3 separate regions of the Pan troglodytes genome follow, and all the other regions are linked to region 2. The links are chromatin contacts, called in public Hi-C maps. All regions are on one chromosome and are shown on one strand. Each heading gives the region's core, a stretch centred on a gene start, on an enhancer-like site or on the middle of the called end of the contact. The rest is flanking DNA. Distances are from core to core; before and after follow the strand shown. Region 1 holds the start of POU3F1 (POU class 3 homeobox 1). Region 2 has its middle 280 kb from the start of RRAGC. Region 3 has its middle 17 kb from the start of POU3F1.

Evidence for each region. Hi-C and Micro-C count contacts between places; a contact is called where the count stands out from the background.
Region 1: a Hi-C map of stem cell-derived neural progenitor cells shows a contact between it and region 2, with 2.8 times the contacts expected there. The contact joins the promoter of POU3F1 here to the enhancer-like site in region 2. A contact is called at or near these places in 2 of 7 Hi-C or Micro-C datasets (induced pluripotent stem cells and stem cell-derived neural progenitor cells) and 1 of 1 datasets of contacts at active chromatin or transcription factors (stem cell-derived excitatory neurons).
Region 3: a contact with region 2 is called in a Hi-C map of induced pluripotent stem cells, with 1.9 times the contacts expected there. The contact joins two enhancer-like sites. A contact is called at or near these places in 2 of 7 Hi-C or Micro-C datasets (induced pluripotent stem cells and stem cell-derived neural progenitor cells) and 1 of 1 datasets of contacts at active chromatin or transcription factors (stem cell-derived excitatory neurons).

What each region holds. Positions count from the first base shown.
Region 1 is chr1:192,942,524-192,946,674 of NHGRI_mPanTro3-v2.0_pri, forward strand. POU3F1 (POU class 3 homeobox 1) reads left to right here and starts at 2,319. Exons shown (of 1, transcript XM_009454161.5): 1 at 2,319-4,151. The coding sequence starts at 2,427. The coding sequence ends at 3,782. It overlaps LOC104007392 (a long non-coding RNA gene), which reads right to left and starts at 2,169. Exons shown (of 5, transcript XR_681614.5): 1 at 1,538-2,169.
Region 2 is chr1:192,409,799-192,413,976 of NHGRI_mPanTro3-v2.0_pri, forward strand. No RefSeq gene overlaps it. Among named protein-coding and RNA genes, the nearest start is that of RRAGC, 280 kb to the left of the region's middle. Within about 2 kb of position 2,708, at least 3 of the 24 cell types and tissues checked have an H3K27ac peak or open chromatin away from gene starts, as enhancers often do. A contact at or near this core is called in induced pluripotent stem cells and stem cell-derived neural progenitor cells, where this site is marked.
Region 3 is chr1:192,959,847-192,963,844 of NHGRI_mPanTro3-v2.0_pri, forward strand. No RefSeq gene overlaps it. Among named protein-coding and RNA genes, the nearest start is that of POU3F1, 17 kb to the left of the region's middle. Within about 2 kb of position 2,580, at least 15 of the 24 cell types and tissues checked have an H3K27ac peak or open chromatin away from gene starts, as enhancers often do. A contact at or near this core is called in induced pluripotent stem cells and stem cell-derived neural progenitor cells, where this site is marked.

The DNA of each region.
Region 1 (4,151 bases), core at 1,069-3,568, 530 kb after region 2:
ATCACAGACCATGAGAGTAAGAAGTGCCAGAGAGGTCAACTGGTCCAAACCTCTGCAATCCCACGCTACAGGTGGAGAAACTGAGATTTACTTAGAGAGGGGGAATGCCTTGCCTGTCACTGAACAGCAACAATGGAAACGACCAAAGTAAACACCTATCTGAGAGCTTTACACCCCCGTTGTCTCACATAACTATCTGACCTACCTTAGTGAGACAGGTAGGCTGCCTATAGTACTGTTATTCCCAACATACAGGAAGGAAAACCAAGAGCTAGGAAGGCTAGACCAGAGTTACTCTTGCCCAGGGAGATGATGGCAGCTCCAGGTTGAAAGCCCAAGCTTCAATATCACACAGGCCTGGTTAGGGCTGGCACGAGCATGGACTTCACTGCGGAATTCCCAGTCTTCCTCCTACCTCCCAGGCCTGGGAAAGGTGAAAGACCTGGGCTGCCTCAAGGTGACCATTCCCTGGGCCAGAGTCCAGGAAAGCCCAGTATCTCTAGCTCGGTTCAGACACAGAGCTCCATCGCAGCTCTTACAGCTAGGATGGGACCACGGAGCCTGCTCAGGACAGTGGCCAATGGCAGGATAAGGGCCCTGCTCTGTCCCACTCCTTCCCTGGCTGGTCCTAGGGCATTCAGGGCCCACATGATCAAAGTCTGTGCCCAGGGTGACCCCTGTCACTGTCAACTCTGTCCCAGCCGCCCTGGATCGTCCCAATGGCAGCTGCCACCTGAGCCCCCAGCAACTTTTTTCAATCTAAGGCTTTATTCCACAGACCTGATTTGCCCAGTGGGGCCCTAGCTGGGCCCCCAGCTCAGTTCTGTGATCTGGGACCCCAGGGCCCTGTAAGCTATAAATCCACTTGAGGCTAGATCCAGGAGAGAAAAGAGGGAGGACTGGCAGCTGAAGACTCCCTGGGACCCAAGCCTCGGTGTGGGGAAGAGGAGAAAACACAGCTCGGTACCCTCAGCCTGGGGCCCAAGGTCGGGTAAGAAGGCACAAAGGAACTGCAGTGAGGTCCGACTCCACTCAAGATCCTTCAGGGAGTCCTCAAGGGCTGGGGCGTGAGGAGGTAGCTAAATTCCACTGCCCACCTTTCCAACAAGGCCTCCTCAATCTCAATTCCCTTTTCAGCAGCTCCAGGCAAGTCCGGGCAAACTCTAGCCCAGGGCTCTTCGCGAGGCTGGACAGCTCCCGGCCTGCACGCCGGATTTCTGGAGAGCCCGAGCCCCTTCCCTGAGCCCATCCTTCTCCTCTCCCGGGGCGTGATCCCACCACGACCACAGCCGATGAGCCGTTCAAGCTGGGAGAAGGAGCGAGAAGGCTGCAGCGGCGCAGGTCAGATACCCCTGGGCCCAACGTCCACCCCCCACTAGCGCCCTTGCCAGCAGCGTTTTCCCCGGAGCCAGAGTCTCCACCTCGAGATCTTCTCCTTCTGGAACCCCGGAGCGCGGCCGGGTACCAGGGGCTCGCGTAGGACTGTAGAACCGCTGCCGCCCGCCGTCCCAGCCCCAGCTGCCCGCGCGGTACTCACCTGGGCCTCAGTGCCCGGGAGAAGGTGTGCCCGCGCGAGGCGTGAAGCCAGAGTCCATCCGACTCCGCCCGCACCGGACGCGCTCTCAGGGCAGAGGAGGTCGGCGGAGTTGTGACGCTGGGACTAGAGGAAGGAGAAGGAAAGCCGAGACGGGCCGGGCAGACGCGCCGAGGAGCGCCCAGTGCACGCTGGCAGCCGCGGGAGGCGAGGCGGGCGCGGTGAGCAGTCGCGCCGGAACCGAGCCGCGAATCCGCGCCGCCTCGCGCTCGCAGCCGCCAGGACCCGCGGGAATCCTGGTCCGCCGGCAGCGGTACTGAGGAGGGAGGGGCGCGGGGCTGAGCCGCTTCTCGGAGCCCGAGCGCTTCTCGGAGCCCGAGCGCCTCCCGGAGCCCGCAATCCCTGCTGCCCGGGCGGGATGCGGGCGGGAATTCAGCTCGCGTGGAATGTGGGACCGGCCGGGCTCAGAGTCTCCAGCGCTGGGGGAAAGCGGGGCCCACACAGCCAGGACGAGAGGGGGTGCGGTCCCAGGGCCACCCCCGCGCCACTCCCCACGTGGCGGCCGCGCCCCCGGGGCGTGAGTGTGTACGCGGACGGTAGGGGGGCCGTGAATGAAGCCCCGGCGGCCAATCAGCACGGCCGGCGCGCGGGACCCCGGGAGCGACGCCCAATGGAGAGCTCTGGGCGGCCGGGCAGGGTGGCGGGCGGGCGCGGGGGGCGGGGGCCGGGCCGGGGAGGCGGGAGGCGGCTCCGCGGGCAGCCAATGGGCGGCGGGCGGGGTGGGGCTCCGGAGCGCCGAGCGGGTCGGGGCTTTAAGCCGGCGGAGCGAGGCGGCGGGGCCCGCAGACGGAGCGGAGCGGCGGCGGCGGCGCGGCGCAGGGCGCGGGGCGGCATGGCCACCACCGCGCAGTACCTGCCGCGGGGCCCCGGTGGCGGAGCCGGGGGCACCGGGCCGCTTATGCACCCGGACGCCGCGGCGGCGGCGGCGGCGGCGGCGGCCGCGGAGCGATTGCATGCAGGGGCCGCGTACCGCGAAGTGCAGAAGCTGATGCACCACGAGTGGCTGGGCGCGGGCGCGGGCCACCCCGTGGGCCTAGCGCACCCCCAGTGGCTACCCACGGGAGGAGGCGGCGGCGGCGATTGGGCCGGTGGCCCGCACCTAGAACACGGCAAGGCAGGCGGCGGCGGCACCGGCCGAGCCGACGACGGCGGCGGCGGCGGAGGTTTCCACGCGCGCCTGGTGCACCAGGGGGCGGCCCACGCGGGCGCGGCATGGGCGCAGGGCAGCACAGCGCACCACTTGGGCCCGGCCATGTCGCCCTCGCCCGGGGCCAGCGGGGGCCACCAGCCCCAGCCGCTCGGGCTGTACGCGCAGGCGGCCTACCCGGGGGGCGGCGGCGGCGGCCTGGCCGGGATGCTGGCGGCGGGCGGTGGCGGCGCGGGGCCGGGCCTGCACCACGCGCTGCACGAGGACGGCCACGAGGCGCAGCTGGAGCCGTCGCCGCCGCCGCATCTGGGCGCCCACGGACACGCACACGGACATGCACACGCGGGCGGCCTGCACGCGGCGGCGGCGCACCTCCACCCGGGCGCGGGCGGCGGCGGCTCATCGGTGGGCGAGCACTCGGACGAGGATGCGCCCAGCTCGGACGACCTGGAGCAGTTCGCCAAGCAGTTCAAGCAGCGGCGCATCAAGCTGGGCTTCACGCAGGCCGACGTGGGGCTGGCGCTGGGCACGCTCTACGGTAACGTGTTCTCGCAGACCACCATCTGCCGCTTCGAGGCCCTGCAGCTGAGCTTCAAGAACATGTGCAAGCTCAAGCCGCTGCTCAACAAGTGGCTGGAGGAGACCGACTCGTCCAGCGGCAGCCCCACCAACCTGGACAAGATCGCGGCGCAGGGCCGCAAGCGCAAGAAGCGCACGTCCATCGAGGTGGGGGTCAAAGGCGCGCTCGAGAGCCACTTTCTCAAGTGCCCCAAGCCCTCGGCGCACGAGATCACCGGCTTGGCAGACAGCCTGCAGCTGGAGAAGGAGGTGGTGCGCGTCTGGTTCTGCAACCGGCGGCAGAAGGAGAAGCGCATGACCCCTGCGGCCGGCGCGGGCCACCCGCCCATGGACGATGTATACGCGCCTGGGGAGCTAGGGCCTGGCGGGGGCGGCGCATCGCCACCCTCCGCGCCCCCACCGCCCCCGCCGGCGGCGCTGCACCACCACCACCACCACACACTGCCCGGCTCCGTGCAGTGACCCCGCGGGCCGGGCCCCCGCCGGCGCGCTGCAGGGCGCGGGCGCGCAGCCCGCCCGCGCGGCCTGGACTCTTTTTGTTCGGTTGCTTTGGATTTTACAAAAAAAAAAAAAAAAAAAAGCCCAGAAACTTTCGAACAAAACCAAACACCCGGACGACCCTCTCCGGTGAGCGGCGAAGACAGCCCGGTAGGCTGCGTCGCCCGAGCCCCGAGAGAGGAGCGAAGATCCGGAACTCGCCAACTCACCCCGGGCATCCTGCCCGCCGCCTGCTCTCTGCCCCCATCCCCTCGACGACCCCCGCCCCTGCCCCCCCGGGCTGTTCGGGGCCGGATCCCGGCAGCGGCCTCCCCAAAGCGACAGGTAACGCGG
Region 2 (4,178 bases), core at 1,458-3,957:
CAAGGCAAGGAGACAGGAAAGTTAGTGTTGTGTTCAGGGAACTGCATGTAGAACGGTGCATCTGGTGCAGGCCACTGAGTACATAGAAGCCTTGCATGGCTGGAAAAGGTGGATGGCAGAGAATATCAGTATCTTGAGTACTTCTCAGGAGCCAGCTGAATCCAGGGAAGTCTCAGTTTTCAATATCAACACAACTTGTGGGATTTCTGCAGTGGCACCTCCGGGCACACAATACTCATTTATCAGGGCTACCATTGGAGATATCCACACAGCAGATGCTCCTCTCTTGAAGGGTTTCCCTATGAGCCCCACCAGGGTTAGGACAGGCTTGGCAACTTCTGGGCTTGTGAGAGCTGGTCAGGAACACTCAGTTCTCACTCAATACACTCCATGGTCTTGATCCAAACTTACCCCAGTCCTCCCACCTTCCCTTTGGTGCTAGGCTTGTCCCTGTAAGATCCTTGAAATTCTGGGGGCCCAGAATGACTTATGTTCTGAATTTAGCACCTTAGCCCAGCAGCATTCTGTCTTGCAAAACCACCGCTCTGCCAGCTTCACATGAAGGGGCCATTTAATATGCAGCTGAGAAACAGCCCTACAAAGCAAAGAAGATAAGGTGGGAATGTTGAATATTCATTTTTGTGGTTAGAGGGTGTTTTTCCTATGATTCTGTTATTCAGATTAGCTTGGATTGTAACTTCCATTTCAACAACAAATGCTTAAAGAAACACAACAGGAAAATCCCCACTTTCTCTCCTGAGATCTCCTCCAAAGTGACCGGCCCCCCTGAATACTTCACCTTGAAGCCATGGCTGATTCATTTCTTCCACCCTCACAGGCCTAACCCAGCAGACAGGAGGAGGATGGAGGAGAGAGAGCCAGTCCTGCAAAGATTCCGGTCTCTGGGTCCTGGGGTCAGTGCCCACAGTCCCAAGACCTGTCATTTGATCTATGGCCTTTGACGAGCAGTGGGCCAGCCTGATCCTCAACCCAGCTCAGGAAGTAACTGAGAGCCACTGCCCTGTGTTCCCAGTGGGACGTGGGAAACCCATTCATTCCAGTAGACCTGGAAACTGAGCCTCAGACCAGATAGCACTAATCGATGATGAAAATGTGAGCAGCAGTCAGCATTTACATGGTACTAAAATATTTTTACATCCATCCATAGCTTTTCTTCTCCCTTGACATCTCTTGGTTCCATCCTGGATAGACCCTCACCTCCTATAACAATTTCTGCCTTCACTCTTGCTCCTCTCCAGTCTCCACGTGGCAGCCAGGGTGATTTTTAATTGGATCATGTCACCCCTACCTAAAAGTCTTCTGTGACTTCTCATTAAGCTTAGGATAAAATCTCCGGCTGACACAGCCTCTGAACCCCTTTTCTGCCCTTGTGTTTTCCATTCACTCTGCTTCTGCCACCAGTTCCTGGAGTCTGCCAAGCTCTTCTCTACCCCAGCACCTTTGCACTGGCTGTCCTCTATCCTGGACACGATTCCCAGTTCTCCTCCTGGTTGGCTTCATCTCATCTTTCAACTTCAATATCACCTTCTCAGAGAGGCCTTCCTAGATCTCCTGTGTGCAGTCGTTTCCCTATATGAATTTATTCTAGCATGCTCTTCATTACCTTCCTAGCCTTCCTAGGCACCATCTGTAATGATTTGTTTATTTGTCCTCTGTCTCCCCAATGACAAGGCAAGTCCCCCTAGGGCAGGGGACTTTGTTATCTTTGTCATCACCGCATCCTCAGGACCCAGCACAGTCTGGATAGACATTGACCAAATGAACTTACTGAGTGCCAACTATGTGTCAGGTTCCTCATTTAATCTTTACAGTAATCTGATGGACATGGTCAATACCCCCCATTATAGACGCTAAATCAACACTTTGATGTTACACAGCAGCAGAACAAGACACTGAACCTAAGTTACTTAACCCCACAGTCCATGTTCTTTCCATGTACTCTTCTGTGCCTGAAGCCCCAAGTCCTGATTTTGCTACTTACTGTCTATAGGACATAGAGCATGGCCCCAGCGTTTTGAACCTCCGTTTGCTCATATGTAAAATGTGGGCCTTAATAAAATCTGCCCCTGCACTATAGAGTGGCATAGACTCTGAAGCCAGGTTGTCGGGGTTCACCAGCCAGCTACCGGCTGTCTGACCTTGGATGAGTGACTTAACCTCCCTGTGCCTCAGTTTGATAATCTGTAAAATGGGCATAAGTGATGGTATTTGTAAGGACCACACGAGCAAATGTCTGTAGAGCCCTTTTTCACCTACACAGTTGTGAAAGGGTTAGCTATTGTTATCAGGAGTTGGCATATATGAACTTTATTGCTTTCCAAATCACTTCACATTCCAGCCTCACAAAAGCCCCCTGAGGTGAACAGGAAAGGCTTTATTTTCCTATTTTATAGAGGAGTAAACGGAGGCTGTGGAGGTCTTGCTGAGAGTCTCCATTCCTGACAACCTGGAAGCCCCAAACTCGAGGCCAGGTCCTGAGCAGCCCAGCGCTCTCTCCTCCGAGTCTCTGCGGCTTCTTCTCTGACTTCGTGCCGGATGTCCACGCTCCCGCTCCCGCCCCACCTGCCTTGCTTCTGCTGATCTGTCTTTTGCTCCATTAGGCAGGGCCGCGGCCCCTGGCCCTGCGAGGCGCTCTGCGCCCTCTGCGCGCTCCGGCTGCCCGCGCCCGCCCGACCCCGCCCGAGAGGTGACGGCAAAGTGAATTAGCGCGCAGCCGAGGGCGCGGGGGCGCCGAGGTGCCCGGCAGCTCCGCGGGCGCAGCACTTCCCGGCCTGATATTTGCACAAAGTGCTCTCAGGGCCTCTTTACATTTGCACTTGGCCGGGGAGTTAGCGTTTCCGCCGAGCGCGACTTCTCCAAAGGGCGCTCGCATCCTGTGTTTGAGGAACGGAGGCGAATACTTCCCACCGCTCTCCGGATCGCGTCTCCCGGTCCCCGTGTCCCCCGCCCGCTCTCGCCGCCGCCGCCCCCTCCTCTCTGGCTCGCTCCCATCCTGGGCACGCTCCCCTCTTAAGTTCTTCGTGTCTGTCTTCCTCCCGTCCACGCTCTCTCTGGTCCCTTCGGCTCCTTCCATCTCCGCCTCTCTCCATCTGTATCTCTCCCAGGTCCAGCTCTCTGCCTCTCTCTCCTGGTCTCTGTCTTTACTTCCGTTTGTCTCATTCTCCCAATCTCACTCTCTCCATCCTGGCTGGTTCCTCTCTAATTTTGCCTCCGGTCTCTCCCTCCTCCTCTCCCTCAACAATAAGGATGCCGGTCTCAGCTCAGGCCTCTCATTCCTGTGGTTGATGCCTGCATGGTGGTTTGGAGCGAAGCCTTGGCCCCATGTACTTTTCAGATCCTTTCAGAGGGTTCTTGTAGATCTAGGAGGATAGAAGGGAAGGGGCCTCAGGTCCTATGTGGGCCAAGTCCCCATTATCCATGTGGCTTTTGCTGGCTGACCATCCCAATGACGTTAACTCTGGGCACTGGCTCTTTTGCCACTGGGTCCCCTTCTCCCAAGCACAGCTCTCCAACACTGTTCTAAAGCTGGCTAAAAATTCCTCCTGGTAAATTCCAGACCTTCAGCTTCTCTTAGCAGGTGGCACCTCCAAGCCAGACTCTCCCACCTGATGGACCAGGAAATACTGATGCCCCCATCCTTACTCACCCTCCGAGCAGCCAAGTGGCCCCTGGGGCATCTGGAGTTCTTGGGCTAGTTGTCTCTGGCAGGGAGCAGCCTGGGCTGGGGCTCCTTGGAGGGATTTAAGGAGGGCATCCTGAGTTTCCTAAGAGTGTCTGGCAGGATGTGTGGCATCTGGCACTCCCTACTCTGCTGAAATGGGCTGGGTGTGGTCAAGGAAGTTCCCTCCCCCTTGGACACTTAACAGCAGTGGATTGCAGAGCACACCGTTGTTCAGGTCATCAAGGGCCCCTTAGAGTGTCTGTGATTTGTGTTCCAGATGTCCAAGGTGTCCTCAGCCCAGGCTGGGGTCAAGGAGGTAGGGGGCAGGGCGGGAGGCGGCGAGATCCAGTGACCCTGGATCTGATTTCACATGCAGTTGGATATTTCTGCCCTTCCTGCTTTGCCCATTTGGAGGCATCCAGGACCACTGCAGGCTGCCTCCTCCAACAGTGCGTTTCTGGTCTGCAGACCGGAGCTGCATGGTTATTTTGAAATA
Region 3 (3,998 bases), core at 1,330-3,829, 550 kb after region 2:
TGCTCCTACACGTGGCAGAGAAAAGAGAAAGACTAAAGAAGAAGGTAGGTGGAAGACAGAGTGTGTGCCCAGAGGGCAGTTCCTGGGGAGGGGGTGTCAGGGTGCCCAGGGCATGGAGTGGGCAGGAGCCTTCATGGCTTCCTCTCTTCCCTAGCCAGCGACCAAAGGTCAGCCCAGGCAACTCAGCCACGTGCAGCCCACCCACCCTGCCTGGTCAGGTCATGTGAGACCAGGACCGAAGCCTCATCAACACTCCATTGTCTTCCAGAGCCCAGCCTTATGCTGAACCTAACAAGCCCCCTCCAGCCCAGGACTGGTTGGTGGCCCTCCAGAACCTCTGGTTCCGTCCTGAGGGACCCTCTGCAGGGGTCTCACAGTCCCTGCCTTGAGGACAAGCTGGGTGATGTTCAGCCAGATCCCAACCCTCTCTGGGACTTTACATCCCCTTCTGAGAAATGGGGAGGCGCTGGCCTTCCATTTGCACAGAGAAGGCCTAGGGTGAGGAGTGGGGAGCAGGGGAAGAAGGGCCCTCTTTCTCATGTTCCCTCTGGGGGCACATACCCCATCCCATGCCACCTCCTTGCCCATTCTCCAGATGCTCAGCAGGGAAGGAGAGCACAGCAGAGGGCCGAAGCGCGGCCCTGAAGGTCATCTTGCACGTCAGCACTGGGGCAGCCCCAAAACCCCTTGCGCCCTGGCTCCCCGCCTGGACCACAACACAGGCTCCATTGACTCCTGTGCGCCCTCCTTCCCAAGATGCACACAAAGCCGTGGGCTCGTGGTTACTGCCCACGGGCCCCTGAGCCCCACAGGACCCACCCAGGGAAGGAGGCCAGAGCTGGCTGGCTGGCTGCAGCTCCTAAGGGGCTGGCAGGAGGGAAGGATCGTGCACCTACGCAAGAATCTCCTGGTTCTGGGCAGAAAGCCCTCATAGCCGACCTCTAGGCCCTGTTCTACCCAGGCTGGAATGGAGTCAAAGACCTTGAGGACCCAGCTGGGGCAAATTCTCTGCCAGTGCCACCTCTACCCACCCTTCATCCTGTTTACATCTTGCAAACACAAGGACATTCACCCCTGCCACTGAGACTAAACCTGGAGCAAAGCCGCCCTGGCCCACCCTCTGTCTCCCATAAGGGAAGTCAGGTGGGGAAAGATGCTTGTCTGGGGGAGGGGGACTGGAGGAAAGCTGGGGCTGAGAAGCTCCAGCCCCTCTGGGGGCTTCAGTTAGGGGAGGGCTGCCCCAGCAGGATGACAGAGAGATGATTAAACCCACAGAGAAGATTGATAAGGGAGCTAAACAGCTGCAACTCTGCAAGGTAGGCTGGGACAAATCTCATCTTGTCCTGGCGGCACTCAAAGCACTGGGGGGCTGGGCCAGCCTGGCTGAGCTCATGACCTACACAAGCTCCAGAGCAGGAATGGGGGCAGGGGTGGCAGGCTGCTCCCACCTTCTTCCTCAGGGCCCAGCCCCCATTCCTGCCGCCTCAGAGCTCCCTCCCTGAACAACACCCATTGGCACCTAGGCGGCGTGCCCCTCCTCCCCGGCGCCCCTCCTCCCCGGTGCCCCTTCACCCACAGCACCTCCGTCTCAGCTCTCACTCTCGGTATTATTAGATGTGATTTACAGCGGAAACGCTGAGTCAGACAAACCAAGACTTCCCCAGACAGAGGCAGTGGGAGAAGACAGGAAGAGTCCAGGGCAGCTGGCCTCCCTGGGCAGGGTCCTCAAAGGGAGTGAGGAGATGGGGACAGGGGTCCCCAGCTTCCAGGATGAGTGGGAATTTTGCCCCTCCTGTTTCTCCTTTCTGTCCCAGGCCCAGGATCTTCATCTGGGACTCCTGGATATGCAGACCCCTTTTCTGACTCCCAAGCAGCCTCTCAGCCTCAGTCCTGCCAGCCCCTGTCTCTTCCTTGGCAAGTTTGAGAAAACAGCCCAGGGATCCTGGAGCCTGGAAACAAGGTGGTTCTGCTGGGTCCTGTTTCCTCACAGCAAGGCCCCGGTTCAGAAGGCAGCCCCTGACTCCCAGAGATGAGAGGCAGGAAAAGTGCATGGCTGGGGTCCCAGCCCCCTACTCTACAAACAGAAACACGGGCACTGTGTGCTCCTGGGGCGTCCAAGGGCCCTAGAACCGGTGGAGAGCACACATTTCTGCTTCCACCTTGTGCGGAAGAGCACAGTGGGCAGGTCCGTCTCTGCTCCCTGGGTCTCTGACTCCCTGGCAGGGAGGAACTGGGCATTGTTGCCAAAAATAAACGTTCCCTCTCCCGCTCCCTGGCTCCCGGCTCCCGCTCATTAGGATGCGTGGCGTTTGGCTGCGGTCCCACACCTTGCAGCTCATTATAAATATGCAGTCGCTGCTGGCGCTACCCCAATCATCTCTGCAATCAGAGCTTTTAATTAGGTTAATTAAATTGTATCAAATCTCGCAGGGACGCAGTTCACTGATGCTGATGAGGCAGCCAAAACAGACCCCAGCTCCTCCGCTAATGAAGGCCGCTGCCTGCCTGAGCCATGAGGGAGCAGGAGCGCATAATAAACGGGCGCGTCCTCTGGGAGGAGCTGCTGCCCAGGCCCTGAGCTCTGGGGACCTGGCAGGGGGTCTAAATCAAGCAGTCCAGGCTCCAGCTGCAGCAGAGGCTCCCAGCCCAGGAGCCGGCCCCTTCACACAAGAACCAGGGCAGCTTCAGGAGCCCAGGCACTGAGAGCCTGCCACGCTTACACAGCAAACTTGAGGGGGCCCCAAAGATCCACTGACTCTGTCTGGGATTCCTCTTTACTTCTCCCCCAGAATGGCCCAATAAGGCCAGGGCTCCCTCTCCTACACACCTATATACACACACACATACACACACACACACACACACACACACACACCAGCAGTTAGCCCTGTCACTGCCCCCGGATTGTCTTATTAGCCAGAGTGGCCAGGCTGAGACTAGAAAGCCCATCCTGCCACTGCCAGCCTAGTCTCCATCTGCTATGGAGACCATCTGCCCCTGGCGGGGGGCTGGGGTGGTCTACAATGCTACCAGCCAGCAAGAGGAGGGGGTGCTGCCCCCTAGGCTCCATGTGCCAGATGGACCTTCTATATTCCACCTACCACTCCACCTCAAGAACCCTCTGCCAGGGAGGGACACCTGTCCCAGACCTCCTGGGATCAAATTAGCTAGGGAGGGGAGATGGTCCCTTCCTTCCCTGGTCCCTCGCCACCCTGAGTTCACTGTCCCGTGCCCTGGCAATCCATCTCTGGGCACTGGAGACCACAGGCTTCAGAGCTGGAGGGCCCTGCAAAGGTCCTCCCCTGCCTATAAGCAGGAAGGCAGGTGCTGCCACCTCCAAAGGGGCTGTCCCCAACACTCCACTCAGCCTGACTCCAACCCCTCCCCTTAACCCCTCCATCACTGGTCTCAGTGTCTCTGAGCAGATGAGGAGAGAGGATGGGGAAATTTTCAGTGCTCTCGGGACAAGTTGTTTCTGCTATAGAAGCTGGTTTTTTTGGTTTGGAAAGGTGTTTTTTTTTCTTCTTTTTTCCACCCAGTGATGTGAAAACATGAAACCCGAAACCAACCCCCTACATTTGTCACCTCTGAGAGAAGCCTTTGGGGTAACTGGGAGAAAGCTGTAAATGACTCAGGCTGATTCAGGGCAGGGGGGTGCTGCCCAGCTGCCTGGGGCACCACAGTTTCATTAACCCGATCTGAGCATGGCCGTCAGGTGACAGATGCAGGGAGGGGAAAGGAAGCCCTTTCCATCCTCTGCTTACCCCCAAACACAGCAGTTCCCTTGATATATTCCTCTTGCCTAGAAAAAGCTGGGTCCTTAGCTCCGTTCTGGACGAGCCTCTCCTACCACCACGCAGGAGCACAGGGCTGGACTGTGCAACCACCCCAGCCCCAAGCAGTTTGTTCCCTTTGCATTAAACGAAGCGGACAAGATGAACAAGGAGACCTAGGTGTATGCTTCACCTAGGAGAAGTAGACTGGACACGACTTCCTAA